2 separate regions of the Gossypium hirsutum genome follow, and region 2 is linked to region 1. Evidence: chromatin contacts called from public Hi-C data. All regions are on one chromosome and are shown on one strand. The core of a region is the stretch at or near the end of the contact, and the rest is flanking DNA. Distances in the headings are between cores, read along the strand shown.

Evidence for each region. A called contact is a pair of places that touch in the nucleus more often than the background predicts.
Region 2: a contact with region 1 is called in a Hi-C map of leaf, with 2.2 times the contacts expected there. The contact joins the promoter of LOC107916791 here to the promoter of LOC107954842 in region 1. A contact is called at or near these places in 2 of 34 Hi-C or Micro-C datasets (both in leaf).

The regions. Positions count from the first base shown.
Region 1 is chrA01:5,475,861-5,481,086 of Gossypium_hirsutum_v2.1, forward strand. It overlaps LOC107954842, which reads right to left and starts at 2,004. Exons shown (of 2, transcript XM_016890531.2): 1 at 1,772-2,004; 2 at 1,072-1,469. The coding sequence starts at 1,979. The coding sequence ends at 1,333. It overlaps LOC121206478 (receptor kinase-like protein Xa21), which reads right to left and starts at 4,966. Exons shown (of 2, transcript XM_041077445.1): 1 at 4,339-4,966; 2 at 3,926-4,083. The coding sequence starts at 4,966. The coding sequence ends at 3,926.
Region 2 is chrA01:5,758,693-5,763,767 of Gossypium_hirsutum_v2.1, forward strand. LOC107916791 (LEAF RUST 10 DISEASE-RESISTANCE LOCUS RECEPTOR-LIKE PROTEIN KINASE-like 2.1) reads left to right here and starts at 1,456. Exons shown (of 3, transcript XM_016846162.2): 1 at 1,456-2,521; 2 at 3,139-3,180; 3 at 3,272-4,635. The coding sequence starts at 1,714. The coding sequence ends at 4,425. It overlaps LOC107917996 (ATP-dependent DNA helicase 2 subunit KU70), which reads left to right. Exons shown (of 19, transcript XM_041074824.1): 19 at 1-419. The coding sequence ends at 16.

The DNA.
Region 1 (5,226 bases), core at 754-3,253:
GCTGAAACATATTGGAATGGTCGAAACGCATCAAAATCTTAACCATAATGAAACCTATACTACTTTATATTGGTTGAAGACCAGAAAGATACGTATCGAGTGTGTTAAATGTTGATGTCCCTTTTATGTACTGTTATATATTTTTGTTCTTTTAATAAAATTTGTTTGGCTTATAAAAATTATTTTTATTAAAATAGAATAAATGAAAACCTTATGCAAAGACTGAAAAAAGAGATCAAATTTTGCTATGTTTTGATATTGGGCATTTAATAATTTGTACCTATATTCTTAAATTTTTTTTATACCAATACAATTTCATAAAATTAGTACAAATGATGATCAAAATTCAGTGTAACTTATTTGAATCTAAATATATTGCTAATTGATATAATTGGGAATGGTTATGCAGTTGATAATAATCTTTCTGAACTTTGTTTAATACATGATTTATGCAAGTAATATTGGCAACTTAAGTTTCGGCATGTCTTGCGAGAACATAATAGACTGACAGATTGCATGACCAAAGTTGTTCCTAGTAATCTTAATAGGTTAACAACTTTTGAAGACCCAGCTGATCATGCTCGATCTTTGTTAGAAGAAGATGCTCATCGAGCAATGATTAATATAGACTCCCATCAACCTTATTGTAGCTAATTCCTTAAACTTATTTTTTTTTTAAAAAAAATCACTAAATGTAGAAATAACTATTAATAAACTTTCTAGGAAAACAGAGCATCTGTATAAATATTTATCAAAGACATTGCTAGAAAGCAAAGCTTATGTTTATTTTAGTCAATTTAACAATGGTCTCTTCATCGAACGCGTCGCATATCCCTTAATAACTTTACTTTGATCTTTTTTAACTTTGTAACAACCTCTTTCATATGAAGCCTATCATTTGGAAACTCTGCAGAACATTCTAAGCCAACTTGCAAAATGGATAAGGCACAATTCTTGACTTTTAAATGTTCCCTTCCAATGGTGCTCAACAACTTGGGATCTACAACTTGATTTCGTGCCAGATGATATCGACTCTATTGTAGCACCCCAAATTTGCCAGGGCCCATGCAATGAAATAAACGAAATTTGTAAATTAAATAAATAAATGTCCATGTTGTAATGTCCAGTTTAGAAATGGGCCTAAAAGCCTGATGACTCAAGACCCATGTAGCCTAAGAACCCTATGCCCGGTTACACCCAACCCACAAATGGGCACGGCCCAAGGAGTCCCAAATTACAAACAGATGATGGAAGACCTAGGGTTTTTGAAACCCTAGGCACTGCAAACGCTAGAGGAAGGTTCCAGAATTTGCACCGCAGGCACGCCAATCTTCACACCCTTTTTGCGCCGTTCCAGTGACCGTCATCGTCACCTCCATCAGTGCCGTGATTCCAGGCTCTGTATTGCGTCGTGATTGGCGCACGGATCAACGCCAGCCCACTCCTCGCCGTGAGATCCTCGATGGTACCTGCAAAAAAGGAAAGAGGAACAGCAAAGACGAATGCAAATATGGCAAAAATCGAGTAGAGAATATACAAACCTGTAAATAGAGGCTATAAAAGCTGAATGATTTCACTGTAAAAGAGAGGCCTTTTTTTTTATACATACGAAAAATATATACAAAAGAGAACAGATATATGGATATTCATAGAAATTCAAGCAGTTTCTTTAAAAGGTGACTTTAGTTTCATATTCTGTTATCTATGGTTCAACATGTATGCGAGTTATTTTGGTGAAAAATTGGTATTTTAAAATGGGAAAAGGGGTTACCTGTGATTCGCCAAGGAAAGTGAAGGTTTTGAACCTTCCAAACCGTCGTGTACGGTGGCGCGTGTAGCGCGTGTAGCGCGTGTAGCGCGTGTAGCGCGTGGACGCATGAACCCGGTGACCGGAGTCTGGTCTGACAGAGGTCGGAGAAACCTGGAAAGGCTCTCCTATTCTCCTTTTCAGAGAACTTTCTTTTTTTTTTTAAAAACATGGAACCAAATGAATTTTCAAACTTTTTTTGTATTTATTGATAGCCCATACGACGTCATTTTAGAATGGTTGTTTAATAACCAAAACGACGTCGTTCCAAAGTGAGGATCCGCGCATTTTTTGTTTAAAGGGATAATTTCCCAATTGATCCTTCCGTATTTTTATGTTTTCTAAAATTCATTTTATTTTTATTTCAATCTGGTTCTAAACTTTTACATTTATTGTAATTTGGTCCTAATAGCCATTGTAAGACCTGTGCCGAGAACGATGTCGTTTTGGGGATTAGGGATAATTTCCCAGTGAGTCCCTCATTTCTAATGCGCATTTCAATTAAACCCCAAATTTTTATTTATTTGTAATTAGCCCTAGTTTTTTTTAAAAAATTTCGATCTTAGTCCTTTTTTATATATATTTAATTTATTTTCAAATACTATATGTATTATTATTTTTAAATATTAGTTATATAAAATAATGTATATTATTTTCATATTATATTATTATATACGTTTCTTATAAATTTTTATATGTATTTTTTAAACATTAGTTATATATATAAATAATGTATATTATTTTTATATTATATACGTTTTTTATATTATATATGCATTTTACTTTATATATTATTTATCTTACTATATTTATATATGGAAATTATTATATTATATCATTTTTAATTACTTATTATTTTATTTTATATCATTTTATTAACTGTTTATTATGTATAATTAAAATTTTAAATTATTACTAAAAATTACATTTATATATCATTATTTAGAGGTCAGTATATAATATTTTTTAAAAAAAGTATAAAATTTTGTTCCTATTCAATATGATGATTTGACCTTGAATTATTATATTATGTAATGTATTACATATAGTAATTATTTTTAAAAACTCTCCTTTATCATTTATACATTGCTCTAATATATTTTTTACTTCTTTTTTATTATTTTATTCGTTTTTTTTTTGTTTTTATGTTCATGATTTGTTTATTCACTTTATATTTTTTGTATTTATTGTTTTAACATGCTAATGCTATCTCACTAGCTATTTGTTGTTTACATGATTTGTTGTTTATCACGTTTGCATGAAAATTAATTGTTTATGTTGATTTAAGCTACAATTGCATGAAATATTGTTGTATATATATATTGCAATTTATATTGTTGTATTCATTATGCTCTACGTTGTATTTTGCATGTAACGATAATGCATGTATATTTATGTTATCTATGATCATATATGCATAAAATGATAATGTATATTGTGTCATTTATGCCATTATTCATCATTTTTTATTATATATGCATGAAATGTTAAAGTATATTGTGTGATTTATGTTGTATTTACCATTTTCTACATTATATTTGCATGAAATGTTAAAGTACGTAGTTTAATTAATCCAATATTGATCTTTTGTAATAGGTTAAATGCATCATCGTTTTTAAAATTTTTATATTTCATTTAATCCAAAGGAATCTTAAAAAACAAGGCAATGTCTTTTGTATTTAGGAATTCGGGAAATAGTGCCCTAACATGCTAGGTTGCGATTTCCCGTTTGTCTAAATATCTAAAATATCCTTTTTAATAGATTTTACAAATTACGAGATGATTTTTAGTTACGAAAGTTTAAGAATATCGTGTCCAATCACGCTGGATGTGATGTTCGCATTCTTTTGGGACGAAAGAATTTCGATTTTCAACTCAAATTATTACGGTTTTAAAAGAGATCTTATTGCCAAATTCTTTCAAGCTTTTGACATTAAGACAAAACTGTTCAAATTGGTATCAATTTTGGGCGTTGCGAGGGTGCTAATCCTTCCTCGTACGTAACCGACTCCCGAGCCCGTTTTCTCATAATTTCGTAGACCAAAATGTTTTATAAGGTGATCCAATCACACTTTAAAAGGTTGGTGGCGACTCCCGTTTTCAAAATACCCTTCGCATTTAAAAGGAGGTTTCGACATCTATCACCCAACTCTTCAAGCTTCTTTCTCCTTCAAACATTTCATCTGTGGGCTTTTTTCTTGTGATGATTTCCATCAAAAGAATACTAAAACTATACACAACATCTTTTGTCAAAACAATTCCTTGGATTCCATATTCTGTGTATCAATATAAAACAACATTATGAATATTCAAAGATATCTTGATAATGAAAAATTCGTATAAAATATTCAAAACAGTATATGCTTGCATGTTATAATTGAACTGGGATTTAATCTAGTTGCTTCCTTAAAAAGTCACATTTAATATATTTGAAACTCAAATCTTAACATATATGAACCCTGTTGTTATGCACATGCTACGCTTACATTGAAAATGGAAAAATAAACAAGGAGTTTTATTAGAAGTATCACCTGGTGCCATATATCCAAATGTTGCCATTGTCACGGTTTGTATCATTGAAACCTCTTCACATGAGAGTTTGGTGATGCCAAAATCACTCAAATGAGCAACCATATCTTTATCTAATAGAACATTGTTGGGTTTTAAATCACAGTGAACCACGGGTGTTGCATTACCATGGTGGAGATATTCCAATGCAGATGCAACATCTATCATTATGTTCAACCTTTGTAAGATATCCAAATATTGGTTGTTGGAATACAACCATTTATCGAGACTCCCATTAGGCATGAACTCAAGCACCAACGCTTTGAAATTAAGATCATTAGAGCAACTGCTTATTACTTTGACTAAATTTCTGTGACGAGTGTTGCGGAGAACATCACATTCAACATCAAAGCTCTTAAAAGCTCCTTCTAACTCTAACTTGAAGACCTTTACTGCAATTAGCATCCCATCTTGGAGAGTCCCTTGGAATACTGAACCATAACTTCCATTACCAAGCAACCTACTATCATTGAATCTGTCAGTAGCTTGACCAAGCAACCTACTATCATTGAATCTGTCAGTAGCTTGACCAAGCAACCTACTATCAATAAATGAATATCTATTTTTTTGATTTTCTAACATGAAATGCATTTATTAAAGTAATAATTTTATAAATAAAATAACATTATAAATAAAAACAATTTAAGGGGGAAAAGCCATGAAGAAGACTTACACATATTGAACTTTGCCCCTTTTTTTAATATTAACCACCATCATATTTAGGTTGGGTCAAAAGTTACAACCTAAGAGGTGAGGATGAGGTCTTAGAGACTCAAGAGGTTTAATACGATGTCAGCAACTTTACAACAAATTCCTAGTTTGTTGGCGCAATGATGAAGAATGTGAAAATC
Region 2 (5,075 bases), core at 206-2,705, 280 kb after region 1:
ACAACCTTCCTGTTAGTGGGAAGAAAGAAGCTTTAATCAGCAGGATCTTAACCCACATGGGCAAATGAGCAAAGGTGAAGCCGATAAATTATTGAAGTCCAGTATTAGATAAGCCACAAGTCCTACCACATTATGCATGCTTCTTATCGAATGCTAAAGCTAGTTTGGCATTTGCATGATGCTACTGTACTTTTCAAGGCTAAACATCTCTTTTTCCATTGACATCAAAGCTTTTATTGCGCATATTAGGTTTCGTTAGCTCATCAAAATTCGGCTTTTGATGATGCTTTGTTTATATCAAGGAGATTAGATTTTATTGTCATTATCACAATGTGTGGACATCAACTAGTATCCATGATCCATTGGTGTACATTTGGCAAAGTTTTGCATATGAAATGAAAGTATCATTTGATCTGGTAGCTTCTTCTACTGTTTCTGCAGCTTATATCCCTCTACCAAATTGTCAAATACTCAAGTTGGTACCTTAATGTTTGATCTTGAACCTTGAGCATTAATGCTATTAAGAAAGTGTACTAATATGATCTGGATACTGTTTGTAGACAAATTTGAAGTTACAAATGATGATTCCAAGCCCTGCAAAGCTTGGCATCTCTCAGTTTAGTTGCAAATATCAAATTGGATGTGATAGCAACTAGGGAATGGGGTCAGTCAGTGGAATATTATATATAATATAATGTGTATCACTCTGCTGCTTCTATTTAGCATAGATATGACCTGGTTATGGGTTTCCTGTTCGATATAGTGTACAATAAAAAATATATATAAAACCAAAAAAACCTGTTATTTTTAAATATTTTATTATAATAGAATATCGATTCAATAATTAAATAGAAAATTAGAGATATTATTCGATTGCCTTTTGACTTGAAAAAAAAAAATTGGGTTTAAGCAAGCACCTAGTTTTGGCAATTGTATTTAGACTCAGATTTTAAGATTAAAGCAGTCCAGTTACTTACAATGGCACAAGATTTGTAAACAAAACTGATGAAATATTATATATATACATATATATATATGGGCTATATTATATAGATAGAGATAATAACATAATCTTAAAACATAATTTTATTATTTATAATTTATAATTCTTTTTCATTTTTAAGGACTAAAATGATTATTTTAGAGGGGTCAAATACAATTTCATTATATATAAATTTGTAATTTTATTATTTACAAGAGGATTGAACTGGAATTTTTTTATTCTTGGGGAACCAACATCTTTGTCTGCCGCTTAAATTTATCTTTATATATATATATTAAATCAATAATTATCGATCCGATCAGAGTGTGTATTACATTTAAATTTTTAAAAAATATGTTATAAAAGAAATCACAAATTCTAAAAAAATTAATTGTTTGTTAAAAAAGGAAATCATATATTACATAGAACAAAGGAAGCAATGGCTGAATTCCTTTCTTGTTTCTTTAATGGTCACCTCCCCAGGACCCAGCATCATTAAATACCAACCACAATCCCATTAAGAATGTTTTTCACACATTCAGACTATCAATGATTAAAAAAAAAAAATGGGGGAAAACTTTCTTTTTACTGCTCCCAAGTTATTAGAATCATTAATCACTTCCTTTAATCATAAAAACCTTTCTTCATCACATTCACTGTATCCTTTCTTCCACTTCCCAATGTTAGTTTTTCACTTCATTTACATGTAAATAACTTTTTACCAAACAAACATGCCTCTCTTTCTATCTGCAACTTCATGTCTTCCCCTGGTTTTCTTCACCATTATCCTTTTGTCAGTTCAAGTTCCACCGTTGTTAAGTTCAAGCAATGAACACTATTTGGGCTGCAGCAAACAGTTCCATTGTGGGAAGATAAAAAATGTTAGCTACCCTTTTTGGGGAGGTGACAGGCCTGAGTATTGTGGTCAACCAGGGTTGAAGTTAACTTGCCTGGAAGATGAAGAAACCGAGATTACAATCATGTCTGTAAGTTACAAAGTCATTGAGATCAACATCAATTTACAAGCTTTCACTGTTGCAAGAATTGATTATCTTCAATCCCTTTGTCCCCGAACCCTGCTCAATACCACCTTGAACTTCAACCTTTTGAGTTATGCTTGGAACCTTGAGAACATAACATTGTATTACCACTGCCCTTTGATTTCCAACATATCCTCAGGGTTTCCAAGTCTGTTTAACTGCAGCACCAGCAATGGAACAGATATGGTGAATTACTATGTTATAGCATCTGTTCTGGGCAACCTGTCAACTGAAGTGAAAGATGGGTTGAGATCTTGTGATAGCCATGTGATTGTTCCAGCTTTTTATACTGCAGTTGAGACAATCAAGAGAAACCCAACTCCAGATACTTTGGTTTTGCCTCTTGGTAATGGATTTGGATTGAAATGGGATGCAAATATAGCTTCCAAATGTGAAGACTGCAATGATTCTGGGGGTAGGTGTGGGTATAATAACAGTTTGAATCAATTCACTTGTTATTGCCCAAATCATACTGATGCATCAACTTGTCTTCTATCAGGTATGCAGTAAAAACACATTTTCTTTGGAGTAATTAGAGTTTTTGGATCAAATTAATCAGGTTTCTTGGTTTAACTGCTTCATATATGCATTTAGAGAGCACTATATAAAAATTTTTCTAAAACCAGCGACTTTTTCAACCATGTGAGGTCTCAAAATCTAGGTGCTTCCATCCCTTTGATATATTAAAGTTGTGAGCTCTACATGGATTCCCAATGCTTGGAAGCATAAATTAAAGAATTCAAAAGAAAAAAAAAAGTGTTGAATCAGCTGTCTGCATATGAAATATACTTTAGGTGAAAGGCATCAACTTTAAAGCTGACAAATTTGAACATATGTTATTATTCTAAAGTAACATGCTTGCTTTTCAGCAGGAACAAGGAAATATAGCCAAAGAAACAGCTATATCTTTACTGCTAAACCCCCCCCCCCCAACTTTGCTGGCACTTATGGATCATAAAATTCTAAAAATTTAGAACATAGTATTTGCAAATTACATTTCATTTTTTATTAAATTTTTTCTTTAAATCCAAATACATATCAGATATGAATATAAAACACGAATAATTTAAGAAAAATGTACGTCTAGGTAACATGATTGTCTATTTTATGTTCCAGGGTCGTCTGCAGGTACCAGTTTGAAGATTAAGCTAATCATAGGTAATAAACACATTCTTATATCTGTGTTTATAAGAATGAAAAATCAACTAATATTTCTGACTAAAGAAAATTGACCTTTCATTTAAAACAGGGTTTACAGTGGTAGGGGCCACTGTTATGGTAGTTTGCTTGATGGTGTTTGCCTTGAGGCTTAAGAAAGGATCGTTGTCAAGTGGAATGCTGAAGAATTTGCAGCGAAATAAAAGGAAGAACAGTGAAAGGATTGAGGCATTCATCATGAGATATGGTTCAGATCTTGCTCCGAAGCGGTATTCTTATTCGGACATCAAGAAAATCACCAAGTCGTTCAAAGACAAGCTTGGCGAAGGCGGATTCGGCAGTGTCTACAAAGGTAAGCTACCGGGTGGACGTCTTGTTGCAGTTAAAGTCTTGAGTGAATCTAGGGAAGATGGAGAGGAATTCATTAACGAAGTAGCGAGTATTAGTCGAACTTCTCATGTTAACATAGTGACGTTTCTTGGATTTTGTTATGAGAGTTCGATAAGAGCTTTGTTATATGAGTTCATGCCGAATGGATCACTGGATAAGTACATCTACCACCACAGATCACCAGATAAAAGTTGTATACTGACCCGGAAAACAATGTTTGAAATAGCTGTCGGCGTTGCACGAGGGTTGGAATATCTACATCGAGGATGTAACACGAGAATTTTGCACTTAGACATAAAACCTCATAACATCCTTTTAGACGAAAACTTTGTTCCCAAGATTTCGGATTTTGGTCTTGCAAAGTTATGTGAGCGGAAGGGAAGCATTCTTTCGTCGATAACCGCACGAGGAACGATAGGATATATTGCTCCAGAACTATTTTGTCGAAACTTCGGAGGCGTTTCTTACAAATCCGATGTTTATAGCTATGGGATGATGGTTCTTGAAATGGTCGGAGCGAAGGAAAACATTCATGTCGGAGGGTCTCTAACAAGTGAAATGAACTTCCCTTCATGGATTTACGAACATCTCGAACAAGAAGCATTCAATCTTGAAGGAATTACGGTGGAAGATGAAGAAATAACTAGGAAGATGATTATAGCGAGCTTATGGTGCATTCAAACTAATCCATCAGACCGACCATCAATGACTAAAGTGCTAGAAATGTTACAAGGAAACCTTCAATCACTAGCAATTCCACCAAGACCTTTCTTGTTTTCTCCTCAACGATCGCCCCCAAACTCCTTGTCGGCAATATCATTTTTTGCATCTTCCATTACCATGAATATCGAATAATAAGGCTGCAGTAAAATTTTTGACTTCACAAACGAATTAAGATTTTAGAAAGTATTTTCTTTTTTACTTTTTAAAAACATTAACCTCTTTTACCTAATAGAAAAGTTTTAATGTATATTTCATTAGAGTTGTTTATCAATAAGATCAGGTTCGGAATGAACCATTGTATGGTAAAACAATCAATATTTGTTCAAGTTTAGCTTACTTCGATATATGAGCTTCAATTTTTACTCAAGTCCTTTAATATTTGCAAATGATTAACACAATCCTACCATATTAAAGAAAAATGTTTAATTTATACTAATTTAATCTTATTATTTAATATTTTTAATTAAAATTTTAAAGATGAACAATGAAACATATTTTTTATATTAATATTATAGTATTATCTATATTATTTGTTAAGTGTTTTATTGAGTTAGTGTTACCCTCAACCGATTACCATCTCAGTTAGGAAAATTACGAAAATGCTCTTTGGTAAGTAAGTTATAATTTTCGAGGGCATTTTAATCTTTTTATTTTAAAAAAAATCAATAAAAATATGTATAAGATAGGATTTGAACTCGGACCAATCAAATTTATAAAACTTTAAATTTACCACACAACTAAAATTTCATTTTAATATGTAAAATTTATTATCTCTATTAGTT